Regions from separate parts of the Mus musculus genome. Here region 2 is linked to region 1. A link is a contact called in public promoter capture Hi-C data. All regions are on one chromosome and are shown on one strand. The core of a region is the stretch at or near the end of the contact, and the rest is flanking DNA. Distances in the headings are between cores, read along the strand shown.

Region 1 (5,298 bases), core at 888-3,387:
AGTGGAAGAGAGACTGTGAGAACTTAAAGGCATACCTTTCAAACTATCAAATTCAGAACAAAAGAGAAAAAAAAGGACATTCAAGATTTTGGGAGACAGCATTGAATGGGGGACAAACATTTCTATCACTGCCATACCCAGGTCAAGAGAATAAAGTTTAAATGTGTAGAACAGTCATTAAATGAAATGCTAACAGAAAGCTTCCCTAGCTTCAGAAAGGTATTGGACACTCATAAACCGGAGACCTCTGGATCCCCAGAAAAGACATGAGCAGAAAGAACCATCACCATTACATAACCACACTGTCAAGAGGATAGGGCAGCACTGGGGCTACAGCTCAGCGCTAATGCCTGGTTAGCATACTTAAAGCTCGGGGTTAAATCCCCAGAACAGCAGCAAGATAACAGCTAAATACGTGATAGAAAAGAACTGTAAAATCTGCAAAGCACTAAATCACATTTAATAGAAGCCCCATTAGAGTAAGAGGAAATTTCTCAGTAAAAGCCCTACAGGCAAGGAAAGCACAGAATGACATATTTCAAGTCAGGAAAGAAAACAACTGCCAATCAGGATCACTATACTCAGCAGAGCTATTCTTCAGAAATGAGGGGGAAACAAAGATCTTCCAAGATAAGCAAAAACTGAGGAAACTGGGGACTACCAACCTTACCTTACAATGGATACTTCATGGGGGACTCAGAAGTGAAAGAAAGATAACATCATGGGTGTGTTAAAACAGTAATGTTACTAGAAAATACACAAAAGACATATAGAAGAGAATCAGATATTTCAAGCAAGTGAAAGAGGGAAGATTAAGATGAGTAAACTTGAAAGGGGAATATTTATTTATTTATTATTTATTTATTTTTATTTTTAAATATTTATTTATTTATTTTCGAGACAGGGTTTCTCTGTGTAGCTCTGGCTATCCTGGAACTCACTCTGTAGACCAGGCTGGCCTCGAACTCAGAAATCTGCCTGTCTCTGCTTCCCGAGTGCTGGGATTAAAGGCGTGCGCCACCACACCCAGCTTAAAAGGGGGTCATCATTTATGGTTCTAGCCACAACATCTTGTCTTAAAAGATTTATTTTTATTTAAATGTCTCCATGTGTGTACCACATGTGTTTGGGTACTCTCGGAGGGCAGCAGGTAGGAGGGCAGCGGGTAGGTACCAAATCCTCAGGAGCTGGATAACAAATGTTTGTGAGCCACCTCATGTGGGTGCTGAGGACTGAACTTGAGTCCTCTGGAAGAACAGCAGCAAACAGTCTTAACTACCAAGCCTTTTCTCCAGCCCCAGTAACACTTAAAGTGGCTCGTCACTCTCTTTTTTGATCCGTTTACACACGATGACTTAGAGTCCCAAAAATCAGAAGTTCTGGAAAAGCCGGTTTTAGTTTTGGTCCTTCTTGCACTCAACACCAAACAGAAAATATTTGTGCTTAATCCATCTCTTTTTAATGAATTGCTGCAAGAATAGCGTGAGAGACTCGAAGGCCCACTAGCAGACATTGGCCTATCTCTAAAATGAAAAAGAGAGTGGAGTGGAGATTTTGGGTGTAATGAGAGCCTAGTATGTGTTGAGTAGTGCGCTAAATATAGCTTCATTCTTTGTCTTATTTAGACCTTTCCAAAACCCTTATCTGTATGTAATAAAAATTGATGATAGGGGCTGAATATGTAACTTGGTAGGGTGCTTGCCTGTCATCCTGAAAGATTAGGTTCCCTTTCCAACACCGTATACATGGGGTGTGGTGGTAGTGCATGTCTGTAATCCCAACACTCAGGATGTGGGGGTCATAAGGATGAGAAGTTCAAGGTTAGCCTTGGCTGGAGTACATAGGATATTTAAAGTGAACCTGCCCTACTTGAGACACTATTTCTAAGACAGACAGACAGACAGACAATCAAGCACACACATAAAAACTACTGACGAGTCAGGATCAGAATGAGGGAAGCCTGAAGTTACAGCCTGGGTCTACCTGGTCCCTTAACACTGTGGCCAGTCCTCCCTTTGCATTCGCGCGCAGGCCCGTCCCGCGGCGCTCGCGTGACGTCATCACGCGCGGCCGTGCGGGCGCCCTCGGGGCTTTTAAATGAGGCCTTCGTAGGCGGGCAGCAGTGAGTTCAGCACAAAACGTGTGTGGAAGCGTCGGCTTTTCTCGGGGGCCAGAGCCGCTTGGGACCCTGAGGTGGGCGGAAAGGCGGCTGCGCGCCGACTCCGGCTCGTCGGGAACGCGAGGGGCGGGAGAGGGAACATGGCGACGCGGGTCTGAGGCAGCGCCTCACCGGACTTTGCTCACAGGCCTTCCTCGGCGGCTTCCCTCACGTGTCTTCCTCGGCGGCTTCCCTCACAGGCCCTAAGGCTTTCCTCATTCGACCCCTCTCCTTCCCCGATACTTTTGTCTCCCTTTGCTTCTCTGTAGTTCCCTCCCCTCCCCCTCAGCCCCACACTCAGGGGAAAGGAGAGGTAGGTGGTAGGCGGAGAGGGACGCCCCTGAGACCCCATAGGGACCCAGAGGCCAGTTCCTGCATTGGACTCCTAAGTATCTCAAGGCCGCACGGGATGACAGGGACAGACACCCAGCGTGAGTGAAGAAGTCAAGCTACAGCGTTAATTCCGATGACACCTTTAAAGGTGCCTGTGAATTGTTTTCTGGAGTTGCTCGCACCTGAGTGTCACAAGTGCAAAGTTCTCTTTGAAAAGGACACGGTCCCTGGGATCCAGAGAGCCTTTTCTGTGTGCATCGCATGTCATAGACCGCCTCCATAGCTGTATATAACTAGAGGAAATGGAAACACGATTTGTATTGGTGGTAAGGGAGTGAGGGGAAGGGAAGACAGCCCTGCCATAATGTAAACAATGCGAGAACACAGGGCACCCTTCTGGTTTGGGGTCTTACTAACTCAGCTAATGTTGAGGCTAACACTCCTTGCATAAGTTAAAGGGAACGGATCTTTGCTACAAAGAATCGTTCTGCCTGCCTGTGTGTTTTAGTCACTTGAGGTAGATGCTAATCAAGCAAAGGCTTTTTATGACCCAAGGTGATATAGGTTTGATCTTGACCTTTTGTTTGTCTTCAGTTAACTGTAGACTCTAGGAAGGATCCGACCCTCACTCTCTGGGAGCCTTCACTGCCCAGCTGAAATAATTGTGGGCTAGAGTGAAGGAGAATTCTAGGAAGATGAGCTCTAGCATAACCATGAGTGAACCAAGGCTGAACTGGTGAGTTGGTCCTCTTCCTGATCCACTGTGAAGGAACAAGCTGGGGATGGTGGGTATCATAGGAAAGGAGATTTCTGGCCTGGAGAGATTTTATAATTTTTAGCCACCAGGGTCTCAGAAATTACCCTGTTCATATACCAAGTTTGTTGAGTTATAGCTGACTGATTTTTAAAGATTTTTTTTATTATGTATATGAGTACACTGTAGCTGTCTGCAGACACACCAGAAGAGGGCATCAGATCCCATTACAGATGGTTGTGAGCCACCATGTGGTTGCTGGGATTCGAACTCAGGACATTTGCTGAGCCATCTCTCCAGCCCCCTAGCTGGAAAGATTTCAATTCCTAAAATGACAACCTAACACTCAAGTTCTTAGTTATAATTTTATATCATTATTACAGTTTTCTTGTGGAGAAGTGCTCGAATTGTTGTCAATATTTCAGTTTAATTCCTTCACTCAAGTAACATTGACCATAACGTATCAGTCTCAATTATAATGGGATATTTTGGGGTGGGGTGGGGGCTGGGTCTCTCTGGTCTCCAGGCTTACCTGGAGCTCACTATGGAGATCAGTCTGGCCTTGTACTCAGAGAGATCCACCTGCCTCAGCATCCTGAGTGCTGGATTAAAGGTGTGTTCCACCATGTCCAACCTGTACTGAATCATTTACAATTCTTCCTAGTACTAGAACTAGGTATTCTCATGATATCTAGGTATTCCCTAGATAGTTCTGTGCTGTGCAGATGCTCCCCCACACCTCTGGCACTGTGATACCAAAGTGATTTTGAAGTGTTACAGTTTCCATTCCCACAGATTAATCCTTAAATTAATCTCAGTACTTCAATTCTTTATTTCTTTCATTTAACCAACATTGGCTGTATTAGTCTCAAACTAATTTTGATATTATAGAACTTATCACTTTAGAGATGGGTTTAGGAAACACCTGTCATTCACCCCATTTATCAAGTCAGATCAAGTTAACAGTAAATAGGAGGGCCAGTGTTTTCACTTGGCACAATAGTACCCAAATCAAAAATAAGTTGTTACATTTTAACATTACCATTCATGCCAGAGGTGAGCCCTGGCCCTGACAGACCCTTGATTAAATGTCATTCTGTCCCACCTTTACTGTTCAAGCTTCTGAAGTTATTTGTATACTACAGGAAAACAAACTATGGACCTTGAGAATTTCACACTGCTCCAAGCTTAAAGCTATCTAAGAAGTAAAACATGTAAATACACAAGATCTGGTACATGAAATTATACTGGCTAGGAGGTGATTGGGAAAAGCTGGGGTAGAGGTTATAACTTACAGCTCTAACATTATGCTTCTTTGTCTAACATGAGATTTTGAATTGTCGAGTACAAATAAATTACTTTATTCCACAGGGATGTTACACCCAAAAATGGCCTTAAAGCATTTTTCTCTCCAGAAAATTATAAAGACCATTCCATGGCTCCAAGTTTAAAAGAACTCTATATTTTGTCTAACAGGTAATATTCACTTGGTTATTTAATTTTTCATTTCATTGCTGTTTTTCTGATAACTGAAATTTTATGACTATCATAGTAAACATTTGAATTATAAAAATGTAAAAAATAGAAGAAAGCTGCTGATAACACTTTGATATTTACCTTTCTCCATACACAGCTGTATATTTATATACACAGAATGAGATCATAGTTGTAATTTCATCAGAACACCATAAAACATAATTCTGTCATTAAAAATCAGTGTTTGTGTTTTTCATGTATACGTATAATATTTTACCCTTAATCTTAATTAATAATTGCTTATTCTTTATATATGTACTTTAAATCCCTGTAGCAAGTCCTGTGTGGGAATTTTTTTTAAAATTCTGCAGTTATTTCTGTAAGGTAAAGTCATACAAATTATTGTGTATATTTTATATTTTAATAGATGGTACCAAATTGTCAGAAGAATTTTTCCTTCTCTGGTATAAAAGTGACTACTCAGCAGTCTTCCTGCTCTCATGCCTGTAGCATCTCCTTCTCCCTTTTTGATTGGCTGTGTCTGTTCTGTTGTGGGTTACTCTGGAGACCAGGGATA
Region 2 (5,801 bases), core at 949-3,448, 360 kb after region 1:
AGATTTTCAGGACCTAAGAAGATCCGGCCCTCTTAGTGCGGCTGCAGCCTCGGCGGGCTTCTGCTCCCGGGCAGTGTCTCTGGTCTTGAAATTGCGCAGAGTCCAGAGCTATGCCTCTCCAAGCTCAGAAGACGAGTAGTTTTGTTGTTTTGTTTTGTTTTGTTTTGTTTTGTTTTGTTTTGTTTTGTTTTGTTTTGTTTCTGTTTTCTCCGAGCAGGAGGGAGTCAGGGTGTTCTGCCTGTTGGATGGGAGTGCATTTCAGGGTCCCAGGAGGGACCGCTTGGCTTGGATTAGCCCCTGTTTTCTCTGGTGCCCTAGAGGGACCGAAGACAACTTTCACACGCCTTCCGGCAAGTTTGTGGTTTGTCTTCTGGTTCCAAAACCAAAAGTTCTTCTAAGAGCGAGGACTGAAGAAGGTAGAATGGGCAAGTCGGGGTGGCGGTTTTAGGTCGCGGAGGGCTGGACCCGGAGCAGGGAAGTGTTGAGAGGGGTGGTGTGGACCAAGACGGAGCCCCAGCTTCCTTGGGTCAGTGCACGGCCACCGAGTGCAAGGCGGAGGCCGGGCTGGTGAGTGTCTCGCTAGGGGTGGCGGGGCTGCTTTGGCTGGTGGCTGTCTGCGAGGAGGTGGGGCTGAGCGAAGGCGGCGAGTTCGAGAGCAGGGTGGGGATGGGTGCGGGCAGAGCTGGCAGCGCGGGCACTGCGGCCGGCGTGGGCTTGATGGGCACTGGGATGGCGGGCAACGTCTGGCCCGCGGCGTGGCACAGCGGCTTCAGCGGCACTCCATAGGCGCTGTAGTCGCCACTAGTCATGGAGATGGGGGTGGCTGAGTCGATCATACCCGCGGAACCGTACACATGTGGCCATCCAGTGCCCAGAGAGCTGCCCATGGTAGTTAACTGGTTAGGGAGAGGATAGGCAGCCGGAACCGGCTGCATGGCAGAGAAGGCCAGCCCCCCAGGCATCTTGTACTCCCTAGCGATGATGTTCTCGATAGCAAAGGGATGCTTGAAGCCGGAAGGCTGCGCCACACCGCCCAGGTTGTACGCAGCGGCCGGCATCTGCGGCAGATGCGTGCCCGAGGCGGCCAGCGCGCTGAGCCGCAGCTTAGCCTGCTGCTGGAGGTACTGCGCGGCGTCCGCCGGCTTGCTGGGCGCCAGGTGGTCTGACTTGAGCACCTTGAAGCGCTTGCGACGCCGCAGGAAGCTCCCGTTCTCGAACATGTCCCCGCAGCTGGGATGCAGCGCCCAGAAGCTGCCCTTGCCCGGCTGGTCTGGCCGCCTCGGGATCTTGATGAAGCAATCGTTGAAGGAGAGATTGTGGCGCAGGCTGTTCTGCCAGCGCTGCGTGTTCTCCCGGTAGTAGGGGAAGCGGTCCATGATGAACTTGTAGATCTCGCTGAGCGGCAGCATCTTCTCCGGAGAGCTCTGGATGGCCATGGCGGTCAGCGAGATGTATGAGTAGGGCGGCTTCTGGTCGCTGTACGTGTTGCGGCCCGGCCGAGGCATCTTCTTGCTTGGCCACTTGCTCAGGGTCCGCGCGGCCCGGAGGACTGGTCGAATCTGAGAAGGGGGGAGGTGATGGAGAAGGGCAGCATAGGTGCAGAGACACTGGCGAGGTCACTCAGGCCGAGTCACAGATATAGGGGGTGGGGAAGAGGGGATTCGGGTGCCAGCAACTTTGCGCACCAAACTGGGTAAGACTCAGCTAGGGGAAGTGGAGAGGGGAAGACCGAGAGCAGCAGAGAGGTTTGCAGGAAAGTAGGTAGGACCTGGATTCAGGGGAGGGGACAGAGAGATAGATGCTCACCTTAAAGTTGTTCCAAGTTGCCGGTCCGCATCCGGGATGGCGTGGCTGGTGGCCGAGTCCCTCCCTGCGCGCGACCGGAGCGCAGCGTCGGGGAGCAGTGAGACTCGCTGCCAGCTAGGCTTGGACTCAGCCCGGTAGAGCTCCTCTCCGCGGGCTGCGCAGCGCGCTCGTGGGTCGTGCGCCCTGCTGGGAGACCGAACTCGGCTGCGGAGTGCCCGTGAGGACAGTGGCAGACGCCGCCTCAGGGATCCAGAGGACGCTGCTGTGGTGTTCGTGGTTCCGCTGAGCTAGGTGGCTGCCTCCATGTCCACCCTCGAACCATCTGATAGTTTTAAGCGGTGACAGGAGCAGAAAAGACCCCTGTAGCGGCGCTTCATTAATGTGCCACTTCTTAGCTATCGTATGACAATCGCCTTGGGAGGAGGAGGAAAAGGAGGGGGAGCGGGGGCTGCAGAGGGAGGGGACTGAGGGAGAGGAGAGAGAGCCTGGCCAGCGCTGGTTTCTTTCACACCTATTTACATGGACACCTTGGCCAATAGGAATCACTTCCAGCCGAAGACTGGGAGACCGGGAAGAGCCTCTGCCGCCCGCGGGGAGCGGGCAGCGCCTACCGGTGTGCGCAATGGGAAGGTATGAGCGGAGCAGCGCGCGGAGCCGGCTGGCAGGTGACCACTCACTCTGAGCTATCTGCCGCGCCGGTGGTGTTTGACATGGAAATTGCTCGGCTGGGGTATTCTGTTTCCTTTGCTTTGTGTCGGGTTTGTATTGTTAGCTAACTTATAGCACAGGCTTTCTCCTGAAGGGCGACCTTTCTACTTTGGTTGCCACTGCGCGGGGTTGATTGGATGGGTTGTTCAAATGGAAACCTACCTCGCAATCCCACCCCCAGTCCTGCAAGAGGCAGGTAGAAATTTGTCTGTCGCTTTAAAAAGGTGGTAAAGTTAATAGACGCATATAGATAGATATATTTGGACAGCTGGGTGGATAAGTCCGTTTTGAATATATATATATTCAATATATATATATTGGTTGTGAGCCTAGCCTTTAACGGCTGAGCCATCTCTCCAGGCCAAGGTAAGTTTGGGGTTTTTGTTTTTTGTTTTTTGTTCTTTGAAAAGAATGGATGAATGTATTAGGTTCTGCTTTAATACGTTTTTCAGAGATTTAATGGGCACAAGGACGTTCAGGGTAAATTGAGGCAAGGCAGCGTGTGGGCCTGGGGAGGGCGGGAGTTTGTCCAATGTACGCTATGGCTTCCGGGTCTCCTTTTTCCAGGTGCTTGCGAAGTCTGAGGTTTCTTGGAAGTTAGCGGGTCAGCATTTTGCAGACCCCTCCCCCTTTTTACATGGGAATAGTTTCTTTAGAGTTTAGAACTCCATGAAAAGACAAACAGTGCCTGCTGAGACCAGCGAGGTTTTTTTTTTGGGGGGGGGGGGGGCACGTGGCACCAGGCCTGGAGAGAATAGCGGGCTCCTTCGAGTTCATATTTGCCTTGTGAGGATTAAATGAATCATTAGTATCATTATCATCATCATCTTCTTCTTCGTCGTCGCCGTCTTCATCAAACTGTTAGGGAATAAACCGCGACTCAACCCTTCGGCTTGCACGCAATGAGTACAAGCCAGGAGTTCCACGCTTTTCAGCGCTTTCCGGGGGCCTTTGTGGTTTTAAAAAGAACCCCATGCCACTAGGTTAAATACTTAATACCTACAGCCTAACAGAACTGTCTTTAAACTCCGAAAACCTCTTTTTCCTTTTTTCTTTCTTCCTCCCCCTCCCCCATAGGAGCAGACTGATAGTTGTAGTGTGACGTTTGTTACACTTTGAGTGACAGTAGAGCATTAGTCTGTGAATAGCAAGAAAACCTTTCAGCTTCCGAGCGCGCGCACACACACACATACACACACACACACACACACACACACACACACACACACACACACACACATCCCTACTCACATAACTTCATTAACCACAGTTTCGAAGCCGGTCAATAACTCACCAAAACGTAACTTAAACACGACGAATTTAGGAGATTAAACAATTTCATTAATATTGAAATGGCTCTGGCGCCTGGGCTGCTGCGCTTTAGATGCAAGCGCACGTTTTTCAATATTAACAGAGTGCTTGAAGGGAAGACTCAAGTCACCTTCTTAATTCGGGGGAAAAAATAACCAGGAGGAGGGAGGAGGTGCGAGCAGGGGGGTGGGGGTAGAAGCATTGACCCGTCTCTGGGGGCAAGGCTAGAACAGGGCAGATATGTGGATCTCCCTTCTCCAAAGATTAAATCAGTTGGACCCTAGGCCCAGTTTGGGCCAGAGGCAGCCCTACTGGACTGAGCTGCGCGCGCTACAACAACAAACTAAGGTTTGGTGGTGTTTCTGCGCGTGCCCGGGTTAGGCTCCAGGGCCTGCAGTGGGAGGAGCTGGGAGCGCAAAGGGGTGGGGAACCCGAGGGGTGTTTGAAGTGGGATGGAGTTCTGGTTCCTTGCCTTGCTTGCTCTAGATAGAGCTTCGGAGGCACTAAAGCAATCGCGGCTTTAAGCCAAGGTAGGATTGCTCCTGGGTGGAAAGGTGCCGGCTTGGAAGCCCTTGAGTATTTTACAGATTCCCTTTAGCAAACATGTGCAGGGGTTCATACCGAAATGCAAAGATGGATAAAATATTTATGGTGATTGCATCCCAGATGGTAAAAGACCATCGTCCCTACCTCCCCCCCCCCCAGCCCTACCCCCAATGGCAACCAGTAAGATACTTTTCTACCCGGTCTGGGTGAGGAATAGCGTAAGGTTTAACAATTGACATTTTGTTGTCCTGCAAAAGGGGTCTTTGTGTGGTTGTCGAAATCACTGCTCAGAGCAAACAGAAGATTAACTAAATTCTAAAAGTGAAAACGTTCACGGGGGGGGGGGGGACACGGACAAACCCAAAACAATCACTTTAACTTGGAATAAATCTTTGTTCATTTCCCTGGGGAAAGTTGTCACCACTGTGTCCATGCAGTATTACATGTAGGAATTGATGTTTGCCGAATTTTCAGTCTCATTACTTTTGAGAAGGAAGCTGAGGCTCACTGCCCATGTTTAGGGTTAATCAAGTAAACAGAACTTAATCACTTAAGTTTGCTTGTGAGGGGAATGGAGCTGTAGAGGCACATTTAACTCCCGGGCATTGCTGCAAAGTTCTACCTCAGTTCCTGTCAGAGGTCTTCAAAGCCCTAGAGAGGGAGGGTGGAGTTGCAAGCTGTTTACAGCATTTTAAGGATGGTATTATAAAGAGACTGAATGCTTTCCAGAAATCTTGAAAAAGTGCGTCAGTCTTTTGTACAAAACCCAAAGCCAATAGAAGCTTGGTGGAGGTGGGAGGGGGCAACATCCGACCGGGGGGCTTAAGGGGTTGTTGGGAAAACTATATAAAACACACACAAGTCAATTATACCCCATGTGCCAACCAAATGGTGATCCCCTCCAGCACGGACCGTTCATCGACTCGTCAAGCCCACCGCCTACCACCTTTCTCTACTGAAAGTTTGCTAGAGCCTCTTTTCCCATAAGCTGGACCACACACGGCTGCAGATTTTGCAATAATTTATGCTAATTTCCCTCCATAAATCCACAATTCGCTTCAGTGGCACCCGAGCTGCCGAGGGAGTGAAAAGGAGACAGAGGGGTGACAAAAACAATATTGATTTTGATTCCTTGTGTTGTTAAGCAGGTGTGTGTGTGTGTGTGTGTGTGTGTGTGGAGAGGAGAACCCTCCCCTTAGCCATTCCCTCCCTCCAACCCAACAAACACAATCCAGAAAACAACCACGTCCAGTTTGTTAATATTTACCAAACCGGATGGGAGGTGGCAGGAACATACCCAGCAGCTTCTGAAAGTTTCCCAAACGCCAAAAACAATACCCGTCGCCCCTACTCGGAATGTGAACCACATGCAACCTGCAGCGACAAGGCTGAGCCGGGCTTTGCCCCCGCGGTCCTGCAGTCAGATTCTC

What was found. Promoter capture Hi-C pulls out the DNA fragments that hold promoters and counts their contacts.
Region 2: a contact with region 1 is called in a promoter capture Hi-C map of embryonic stem cells. The contact joins the promoter of Foxb1 here to the promoter of Ice2 in region 1. A contact is called at or near these places in 4 of 39 promoter capture datasets (cranial neural crest, embryonic stem cells and stem cell-derived epiblast-like cells) and 1 of 115 datasets of contacts at active chromatin or transcription factors (embryonic stem cells).

What each region holds. Positions count from the first base shown.
Region 1 is chr9:69,395,861-69,401,158 of GRCm38.p6, forward strand. It overlaps Ice2 (interactor of little elongation complex ELL subunit 2), which reads left to right and starts at 2,138. Exons shown (of 16, transcript NM_145618.3): 1 at 2,138-2,193; 2 at 3,086-3,227; 3 at 4,617-4,721. The coding sequence starts at 3,187.
Region 2 is chr9:69,758,742-69,764,542 of GRCm38.p6, forward strand. Foxb1 (forkhead box B1) reads right to left here and starts at 2,199. Exons shown (of 2, transcript NM_022378.3): 1 at 1,807-2,199; 2 at 1-1,559. The coding sequence starts at 1,505. The coding sequence ends at 528. It overlaps B230323A14Rik (RIKEN cDNA B230323A14 gene), which reads left to right and starts at 2,405. Exons shown (of 5, transcript NR_040765.1): 1 at 2,405-2,471.